Regions from separate parts of the Rattus norvegicus genome. Here region 2 is linked to region 1. A link is a contact called in public Hi-C data. All regions are on one chromosome and are shown on one strand. The core of a region is the stretch at or near the end of the contact, and the rest is flanking DNA. Distances in the headings are between cores, read along the strand shown.

Region 1 (4,865 bases), core at 1,015-3,514:
GTTCGGGCCTTCCTTCATGCCATTCTCAATGTCCTCAGCATTGGCTGTGCCTACAGTGCCGTTCAGGTGGTGCCCGCCGGCAACGCAGTCACTGTTCGAAAAGGTTCTTCCACCGTGTGCTCGGCCCTTCTTGCACTCTGCCTCGAGAGCCAGCGTCTCAGCGGCTATGCCTGGTGTGGTCTGTTTGGCAGCACCCTTGGACTAATCATCATTGTGGGACCTGGACTAGGGACATTGCAAGAGGGGACTACTGGCCTCTACACAGCCCTGGGCTATGTACTGGCTTTCCTGGGAGGTCTGGCTCTGTCGCTGGGGCTGCAGGTTTACCGTTCTCTACACTTCCCCTCCTGCCTACCAACTGTGGCCTTCCTATTTGGCCTGGTGGGGCTAATAGTCTCTGTACCAGGCCTCTTTGTGCTACAGACCCCCGTGCTACCACAAGACACTCTGAGCTGGAGCTGTATGGTGGCAGTGGGGCTCCTTGCGTTGGTTTCCTTTGTATGTGTAAGCTATGCAGTCACCAAGGCCCACCCTGCCCTGGTATGTGCTGTCCTGCACTCTGAGGTCGTGGTAGCCCTGATGCTGCAGTATTACGTGCTCTATGAGACTGTGGCACCTTCTGACATCATGGGAGCAGGGGTTGTGTTGGGCAGCATTGCCATCATTACTGCCCAGAACTTCAGTTGTGATAAGGAAGGGCAAGTGGAGGAGTGAAATCAAACTTGAGAGCCTGGGGGAGGGTGGGACAGGGGTAAATAGGAGAGACAGGAATAAAAACCATGGAAGAACAAATGCCTGGCAAAGAACTGGTGTGGAGGACCAGTGAGAAGGCTCAGCAGGTAAAGGCTAGTGCTACCAAGCTTGCTCTCACATGGTAGGTAGATGGAGAGAACCGACTTCTACAGATTAGATTATCCTCTCTATACATGCGCTGTGGCATGCTTACACACAGAATAAAAAATATTAAAAAAAAAAAAAAAACAAAAAACAAAATGGTGTGGAGAGGAATGCCCTAGGAGGGTGACTCGGGGCTAGGTGGAGAGGGAAGACGGGAAGCAAGTACAGGAACCAGAGTATGGAATTTGGGCTGGTTACAGAGAATAAGGTTATAATTAAGCAGTGATGTCTCAGATCCAAAGGACTAAGGAAGCCTGGTAGTGGGCTATGGGGATTAATCCCACAGGCAGGAAAGAGAAGAGCACTGGAGATGAAGAATGAAGAATGCAGTTTGTCAGGCAAACAGCCAGCACTGGGGGAGGGGAATGTCTTTTCCCTTTGGCGGTATTTTGCTTTCCTCTGTGGTGATGCTCCCTGTCCTCAGTGGTGGTGCTCCCTGTCCAAGTGGTGACGTAACATTGACATCAAGCATGAGTCACTGTGGTTGGCTGTACAGTGCTTTGCTTTGGAAAGGGTGGAAACACGCTCTTATTGGAGAATCCCTTGAAACACTCAGCCACCACCTCATTTCTGAAGTAGTCTGGAAGGTGTAGGATTTCCTAAAAGTTCACATTCCTTGACCCCAAATTCCCCAAGACATTCGTATTCTGCCCCACCGCTAATCTGCTTTTCTCAGATTGTCGCGGTCGCGTGATCTGCTGCTCCGAGTTGAAGCCATCCTACTTTCATAATAGGCCTCCTGGCTCAGGAAAGGCTTGGGCGGGATATCTAGCGCCAAGGTTCCGTAAAGCTCTCTATTAGAGGACTGGCGGTGCCCCATCACCCTGGGAGGCCTCTCCACAAATATCGGCTACTTCCAATTGATTGGACGCGCCATCTTGTCTGCTTATGCATATTCAGAGGATCCTGAATATTCATGAGCGAGGGCCGTGCGGCCCCTCCCTCCAACCCTCCCCCGGAACAAGCTCCGGAGAACCCGACAGGCCCCGCCTTCTTTACCGATGCGTAGAACAAACCATTTTCCGGGTTGGGGGGGGAAATTAATGAGAGACTTTAGCTGAAAATGAGCATGGACGCCAAAGCTGAGTAAAGATGGCTTAACTTTATCCTCCATTCTGTAATCCGTCAGCTTGAGTGTACGGGAAGTCGGCGAGGGGGGCGGCAGGCTCAGAAACATTCTCCTCCTCCTGTCGCGTCAGAAAGAACACCCAACCAGGGAGCCGGAGCCCTGGCGTCAACATCTCTGGCGCGCGCGCTCCATGTAGGCCGGTGCGGGCGGCCCCGTAGCGCAAGGGAGGGCGGGAAAGGAAGGGGCGGGACACAAGGGCGAATCTATAAAGGGCGTCATTCAGCCAGTTCTCTCCTCAGAAGCGCCGAGAGCGCGACCGGGACGGTTGGAGAAGAAGGTGGCTCCCGGAAGGGGGAGAGACAAACTGCCGTAACCTCTGCCGTTCAGGATCCCGGTTACTTATTTATTCGTTACCCCTTTTCTTCTTCCTCCCTCCCACAACCTCTTCCTTTCCTCCCTTCTTTTGTTTCCTTTTTGGGAGTCGACGAATCTCCGGAAAGGGAAAGAAGGCTTTCTTTCGGCCCTTTTCGTTTCTCCGCCTTCCTCCTTCCTCCCCTCCCCCACCTTTCCCTCCTCCGGCCTTTCTCTTCTTATTCTGGGAGGTCTTTCCTGGAGGCCGCCCGGACGGGTTCTGAGCACTTAGGCGGCGGTGGCGCAGGCTTTTTGTAGCGAGATTTGCGCCTGCGCAGCGCGTCTGCCTCGCCATGCACGGGGGTGGCCCTCCCTCCGGGGACAGCGCATGCCCGCTGCGCACCATCAAGAGAGTGCAGTTCGGCGTCCTGAGTCCGGATGAGTTGGTAAGCTGCTCCGCCCTTCTCTCTCCGATGCCTCTGGCTGATCCTCTGGGAGGATGGGTCAGTGACGCTGATGTTGTGCGGGGTCCAGCCTTCAGCTTCCCAAAGTTAATTATGTCAAGACCTAGACCAGCGTGATGTTATATGTCTGTGATGAGTGTTTGGCTGGGCAGAGAAGATGATTTCGTACTTGAGCATCGCTACGGTTCAACGAGACAAGAGTTGAAATTTGTACAGTAAATGGATTCTCAAGTTCTTCTCCTTTTACAAATATTGAGCACCGTGTTATGTGACAATCGGGCACCGGGAACACAGCTGCACAATATAACAAGAACTCGACCTTCTAAAACACTGTATGTGGTAAAAATAGCAGAGAAGACAGCACAAAAACAAAAAGAATGAGCAAAAATAAATTCAGTTAAGTTCCTAAATTAAAGCAAAACGAGAAAATAAAAGCAAAACGAGGTAATGCTGTATAAAGTCTCTGAAATTGAATGGTGTCAGGTTTAGAAAACATGCCTGGGGAGGTGACATTACCCAAGTAATGAAGAGTATAACAGTCATTGAAGCCATAGATTCCGGGGATACATGCTTTCTTTTTTAGGTGGAGGAAACAAATGTTAATGGAACTGAGAGAGAAATAAACTTATATTCTGAGACTGAAAAGCCAATGTTGGGAAAGGGGTTAGTGGGTGAGGAGAGTACCCTGAAAAAGCACAGGACATTGTAAAGAGTCAGGGTTTCTATTTTCAGTAGGAAACCACTGGGTAGTTATAAGCATGGCAGTTTTTATACACATGCATGTACAGTAGCTCTGTAAAGAGCTGATGTCAAGTGGGTGAGAATAGGGAAAGCTTCTGGAGACTTGGACTTCTGGACAGGAGAAAATAGAGTGGAACTGAAAACAGGACAAACATTAATGAATAAAGGTAAATTTTCTGGTGACCTACAATAAGCTAAGCATTGTACTGAAAGAGTAAGGCAGACAAGAGCCACTTCTCTATCAAAGGCTCTATTAACAGCTAAAATACGTAAATTGGGAGACAATTTGTACTGTGATGGACAAGGTTTGATTTTTCAGGGTTTTGCTTGTTGGTTTTTGTTTGTTTTTGTTTTGTTTTTGAAATGGGTCTCTATGGTTCTGGCTGTCCTGAAGCTCATAGACCAGGCTGAATTTTTCAGTTTTTGCTGGAACTGAAAGTCAGCCTCGTGTGTGTGTGTGTATGCATGCTAGGCAAGTGCTCTGACCACTTGGCTACATGTATTTGAAGCTCTTGGTATTTTGAAACAATCTTCCTGTTCAGTTCAGGCTGCCCTGGAAATGGTGATTCTTCTACCTTACCTTTCTGAGTTCTGAGAGCATAAGCATGTACCACCACACCTGGCTTGGCTAGATTTTATTTTTTTGTTTGTTTGTTTGTTTGTTTGTTTTCCTTTCACAAATTAAAAAAAAAGATTTATAGGGCTCAGCAATTAAGAGCACATTTTTCTCTTGTAGAGATCCCAGGTTCAATTTCCAAAACCCAGTGACAGCTCACAACCATTTGTAACTCCAGTTCTAGGGGATCTGACATGTTCTAACCCCTCTGGACACTATATGCACTTGGTGCGCAGACATACAATGTAGGCAAAGAACAGAATACACAAAAAGGAATTAGGGCCATGTATGGTGGTGCACACCTTTAATTCCAGCACTCTAGAAGAGAGGGAATCTCTGAGTTCCAGGCCAGCCCAGGTTACATAGTGAGATTCTGTCTAAAACAACAAACAAAGAAAAGGAATTGTGTGGTATAGAAAACTGAGTAAGGGATGTGAGTGTGAGTTGACAGCAGTGGGGCAAGTATCCATCAGTTGGCTTCCTAAGGGTTGGGGAATGGCTCAGTGAGGGGCACTAAGGTTCTCCCTTCAGTCCTCAACTTTACAAAAAGGTTTCCTAGAAACAAGTAAAATGTTTCTTAATCTGATAGCAAAGATGAGAAAATGGGCGTCGTCATGCATTATTGATAGAATAAATTGTTAAGTTTTTTGGAGGTCATTCAGTCTTTAATATATGCATCTCTTGACCCAACACTATACCAAGAATTTTTTATTTTTTAAATTGAGAT
Region 2 (4,865 bases), core at 726-3,225, 240 kb before region 1:
GATGTAACCAGCATAGGCCAAGACAAAACTGCAGAATTTGTTGAAATCCTCAATTGTTCTCCGCCGCTTCTCCGGTGGCTAAAAGGAAAGACACATATGATCACACGGAAGTCAGGCACGACTGTTAAAGGAGCACTCCCAAAACCACAGCCCCTAAATAGGCAGTGTACCGGTATGGGACAGCTCACCTGAGTCTCGGGCTTAAGAGTCGGAGGCGGATCTGTGAAATCAATAAAAGCTGAGTCAAGGCACTAGAAAAGAGTCTGTGTAAAATCCTACCTCTAAACCTTGGAGTTCCCGACCTAATCCCATCCACTGTTAGGTCGCCTGGCCAGGCCAGCCAGCCCCCAGCTGTGCCGGACCCGCCCCTGCTCCCCCTTCCGCCCCGAGGGGCGGAGCCTGGGCGCGGCGCCCTCCCGGGCCTCGCTATAGCGCTCCCCTTCCCCCAACCAGAGGCCCGGCGCCCCGCCCCCTCCCAGCCTCTCCAGTCAACTCGGCTCTCTTGGCGCCCCACCCCGCCATACCGCTCCCGGGGCGAGACCAGGCCACCGCCCGCCCCCGTCCTTCACACGCGCCCGGAGCCCAGAGTTCCTAGCCGGCCGCGCTCCACTGCCCTGGGCCCTCCAAGACCGCACACGCCGCCTGCCCGCCCCCAGGGTCCAGGATGACCACGCTGAACTGCTCCCCGCCCTCCGGCCGCTTCTACTCGAACACGAGGCCGGGCGCGCCCCTCACCCCCACCCAAAACACACACACAGGCTCACACTCCCGACACTACTTCGCGTCCGGGACAGGCAAAGAGCTGCAGCCCGGACACAGCCCCTCCTGCCCCCCCACCCCACCCCGCGGCCGCGCTCCCCACAATTTCGCTGTCCCTCCGCCCCCATCCGGGGCTTTAGCCCCTCCCTCCCCGTCTCGAGCTCTTCGGGCTCCCCGCCGGGCCCCCGGGCCCAGTTCCGAGCTTCTCCGGCCGCCCCCCTCCTGCCCCCGTACTCAGCGAGTCCCTTAGGCTACGGACCCCTAAACTCTAGCCCCCGGTCACCATCCAGCCACTCCACAGAAGGCCCCCTGTCGCCGCCGCTGCCCCCCAATACACTCCACAACTCGCAAGCTCTTGCCCTAGCCGACCAACCCCCCCACCCGCGCAAGTTGCCGGTCTTAACCCCCCCCCCTCGCCCGGCCGCCCCTACAAGTACCGGGCTAGCCTCGCTTCCCAGTTATCTGGCCCCACAACTACCCCTCAGTATCGAGCTCTCTACCGGAGACAATACCCAGACCCTCTCTTCACTCCACAACTACCTGCCCACCCCTCCAACAATCACCAAGCTATCTCTGGCGGCAACTACTAGGTGCTCAAGCGACACCGTCACAAACTCCCCCACCTCGGCCAACTACCGGGCCCCTCACTCAATCCTCTTCGTGCTCCCTCAACTACTCTCCGGCAACCAGATTCCCTCAGCCTCTCTGTCTCGGAGCGCCAACCAGTCCGAGCGAGGCCTTTCAGCCCTTAGTCCCCGAAGCTAGGTCTCCAGCGCCTATCCCTAGACACCCCACCACCACTATCCACACCGTGCCTGATGTCTAACTATCCCGACCCAGTCTCCCACTCCTCTTTCTCCAAGGTATCGCAACTCATCGCCCTTCCACCTCAAGAGCCAGGGCCCCGACCCCTTTTCCCGCACTCCTCTGCTGGGTGCCGGGGCTCGACCTCCAACTTTGCCCATTGAATCCTCACCCGCTCCCTGTCCTCTGTGCCTATGGAGAGCTTACCTTCGGGACTGGGCTCCGCCATGGCTTCCAGCATCGCCCCCTCCCCTTCACTCGGTCCGGCGACCCCCTCCTCTAAGCCGGGATTCCCGGTGCTGCCTTGGGTGCTCCGTGTTTCTACTGCCTCGCTCCACCGAAGTGTCCGCCTTGGCGCGGTTGAGACTCCAGTCCGCTACCGCCTCCTCCCTCTACCACTGCCTCCCGCACTCCCGGACCGGGCCCCCTCCCCCCGCACCGCCGGCCGCCTGCTCCCTCCTCCTCCTCTCTCCTCCCTCCCTTCTCCCCCTCCCTGCCGGCTCTGTCGCGCAGTGCACCAAGGGATTTGTAGTCTGTGCAGGGGCAGCGGAAAGGGGCATGCAAGATCCTCCGGAACTTCAGTTCCCAGTAAGCCACGGATTGGCGCAGGCGCAATAAGCAACTTCCCCACCACCACCACCACCACCACCAGGGGAGTGGCGGGGAGATACGAAGCTGAGGGGGGGTGAGAGCGGAAGAGTGCGCACTGACTCCCGGGAAGTGTAGGCTGGGCGGGACCAAGAAAGTGGACGAAGAAGGGATTATAACTCTCGGCCACCATACTGCCTCACTTTGTACCTTTTTACCACCAACAGGGAACCGCCCCACTTCCGGCCAGGAGAAATGGATGTTGGGAGATGAAGTTCTCCTAGTGATAATGGCACCTTCTAGTATTTGCCCTCTCTCAAATTATACTTTACAGAATCCCATACACTGGCACAACCTCTGCCAGTGACAACCAGTTAAAGACAGTCCTTTTACCACCTCCCAAACAGGAACATATCTTCTTTAATGGGAAGTAACATTTGGACATGTTTACCAAAAAATAGTTCTTTCAAACTTTCTCCATACCACCCCACACTACCAACCTCCACCTCTTTGTTTACATCACAAATACATAAATACAATTAAAGTTTCATGAGAGAATGCTTACATTATTCCACTCATCAAAAAAGGAGGAAAGACCAACATCATCAATGCCTTCCTAGTTCTCTGATCTATACCTCAATCCTCCTTTCCCACCACTGAAGTTCACAACACTTGAAACAAAAAGCCAGGAGGTAGAATGACACAGGGCAAATTCAATTCAGCTCGGTGGTTTCCTCTTTATTGATGTGCCTCCTACCTCCCCCACCCAATGTCAACCCCTTCCATCTACCCCCCAAAAAGAAGGTAGTGAAAGGAAGGGTTTATTGGGGTTCTGAGCCCAGTGGGCAGTTAGAAAGGGAATAGAAACCAAAACAATCATCCGATGTGACAGAGATCGACAATCCAGAAGTCTAAAGCAGAGTGGGAATGGAGGGTAAACAAGGGGAAAGAGAGATGTACAGCGGCTGCATCTACCATTACCCCTCCTGCTCAGAGGGACTGGAGAGACAGCCTCAAACATTAAGTGCAGGTCCTGAAGAAAGGAGATGGTGTTTGAGCCTGAAGGAGGAACTGGATGCCAAGGAAGGAGCGCCACCTCTCTTTGTAGAATGGAACCCCCACCTCCGGGACAGCAACTTCACAGACCGTAGACGCTTTCATCACTGTAGGCAATGTATAGAAAGAAGTCTTCTTCATGGTGTTCCTGAAGTAAAAGCAAAAAGGAGGTTTAAGGCAACTCATTACTCCAACCATTTATCACCAATACATTCCTCAAGAATCATTTTAAGCATGGCCTGGTAATTCCAGATGCAGGAAGGACGGAAATCTCAAGGCCACCAAGGCAACTTAAGAACCTGACTCAAAATAGATCTACAGGTACAGATCATCCATAAGCATTTGTAGGTACCAGACATGCTCCTTAGTACAAAAGGAATAAGAGAAAAGCAGACTGTCCTTATTCTCTTGCTCCTTTAGGAAATGGTGACCCTGGCTGGGCAGTGGTGGCACACACCGTCAATCCCAGCGCTTTGGAGGCAGAGGCAGGAGGAACTCTGTGAGTTGGAGACTAGCTTAGTCTACAGAGTGAGCTCCAGGACAACCAGGCTATTACACAGAGACCCTGTCTGGAAAATACAAAAAAGAAAAAGACTGACCTCAAACTCACTATACTATGCAGCCATTGACCTCCAACTTGATACTATTGCCTCAGCCTCTCAAGGGTTTGCTTGCTCTGTGGGGTGGGGGTGGGGGTGGGGGTATCTTTTAGAGGTTTTGCTTTTGAGATAGGGTCTCATTATGTAGCCCTGGAACTCCCTGTGTAGAGCACACTGACCTTGGAATTCAGAGATCTACCTCCCTCTGCTCCCGGAGCGCTGGGACTGAAGCTGTGGCATGATCACACCCAACGTGCAGTGGTTCTGTGGGTTTTTTTAATTTGGGGGGGAAGGTGTTTTTGATTTGTTTTATTTTGTTTTTACTTCTTATTTTTGATACAGGGTCTCACTAAGTATCTCTGACTCATTAGGATAGCCTCAAACTCCAAGAAATCCAGCAGCCTGGATCGGATTAAAACTGTGCTTGGACTTAGAGGATCAAAGGTGTGCACCATTATCAGTCGTTATTCAGGACTGGAACTTCTAACACCTTTAATACCAGCACTCAAGAAGCAGAAGCAGGAAGATCTCTGAGCCTGAGGTCAGCCTGGTCTACATGTCAAGTTTTAGTGCAGTGGTGGCACACACCTTTTGTTAAGCCTAGCCCAAGGGAGGCAAAACCAAGTGGATCTCTGGAGTTCAGAGGCCAGCCTGGTCTACAAGAGGGGGTTCCAGGACAGCCAAGATTACAAAGAGAAACCCTGTCTCCGAAAGAAAAAAGAACAACAACAACAACAACAAAACCAACAACACCACCACTCCTCAAACTATTTTTTTGACATCTGGGACTCTTGGATAAGGGAAAGAGACTTCCTTAGGTAGTAAGAGTCCCAGTCAAAACAACTCCACCAGCTCATACCCTCTCTCCTCCCACTGCTATTAAGATCCCAACCCAGGACTTTATTGACCTTTTAAAGCTAGTAAGCCAACAGGAACTGCTGACCTTTTCTTTCCTCTCCAAACACGGCCATGGTACTATACCTGGTACAGCTGACCCATCGTGGCACTGGTGGGTGGAATGACATTGTTGACAAAGAAAAACAAGGCATCTTCAGCACG

Evidence for each region. A called contact is a pair of places that touch in the nucleus more often than the background predicts.
Region 2: a contact with region 1 is called in a Hi-C map of liver, with 4 times the contacts expected there. The contact joins the promoter of Phf23 here to the promoter of Polr2a in region 1. A contact is called at or near these places in 1 of 12 Hi-C or Micro-C datasets (liver) and 1 of 1 datasets of contacts at active chromatin or transcription factors (oligodendrocytes).

The regions. Positions count from the first base shown.
Region 1 is chr10:54,974,578-54,979,442 of GRCr8, reverse strand. It overlaps Polr2a (RNA polymerase II subunit A), which reads left to right and starts at 2,264. Exons shown (of 29, transcript NM_001427041.1): 1 at 2,264-2,763. The coding sequence starts at 2,671. It overlaps Slc35g3 (solute carrier family 35, member G3), which reads left to right. Exons shown (of 2, transcript NM_001127658.1): 2 at 1-981. The coding sequence ends at 714. It also overlaps a transcript of Zbtb4 not described here.
Region 2 is chr10:55,214,461-55,219,325 of GRCr8, reverse strand. Phf23 (PHD finger protein 23) reads right to left here and starts at 1,975. Exons shown (of 5, transcript NM_001399559.1): 1 at 1,771-1,975; 2 at 189-220; 3 at 1-78. The coding sequence starts at 1,804. It overlaps Gabarap (GABA type A receptor-associated protein), which reads right to left. Exons shown (of 4, transcript NM_172036.4): 3 at 4,788-4,865; 4 at 2,539-3,355. The coding sequence ends at 3,290.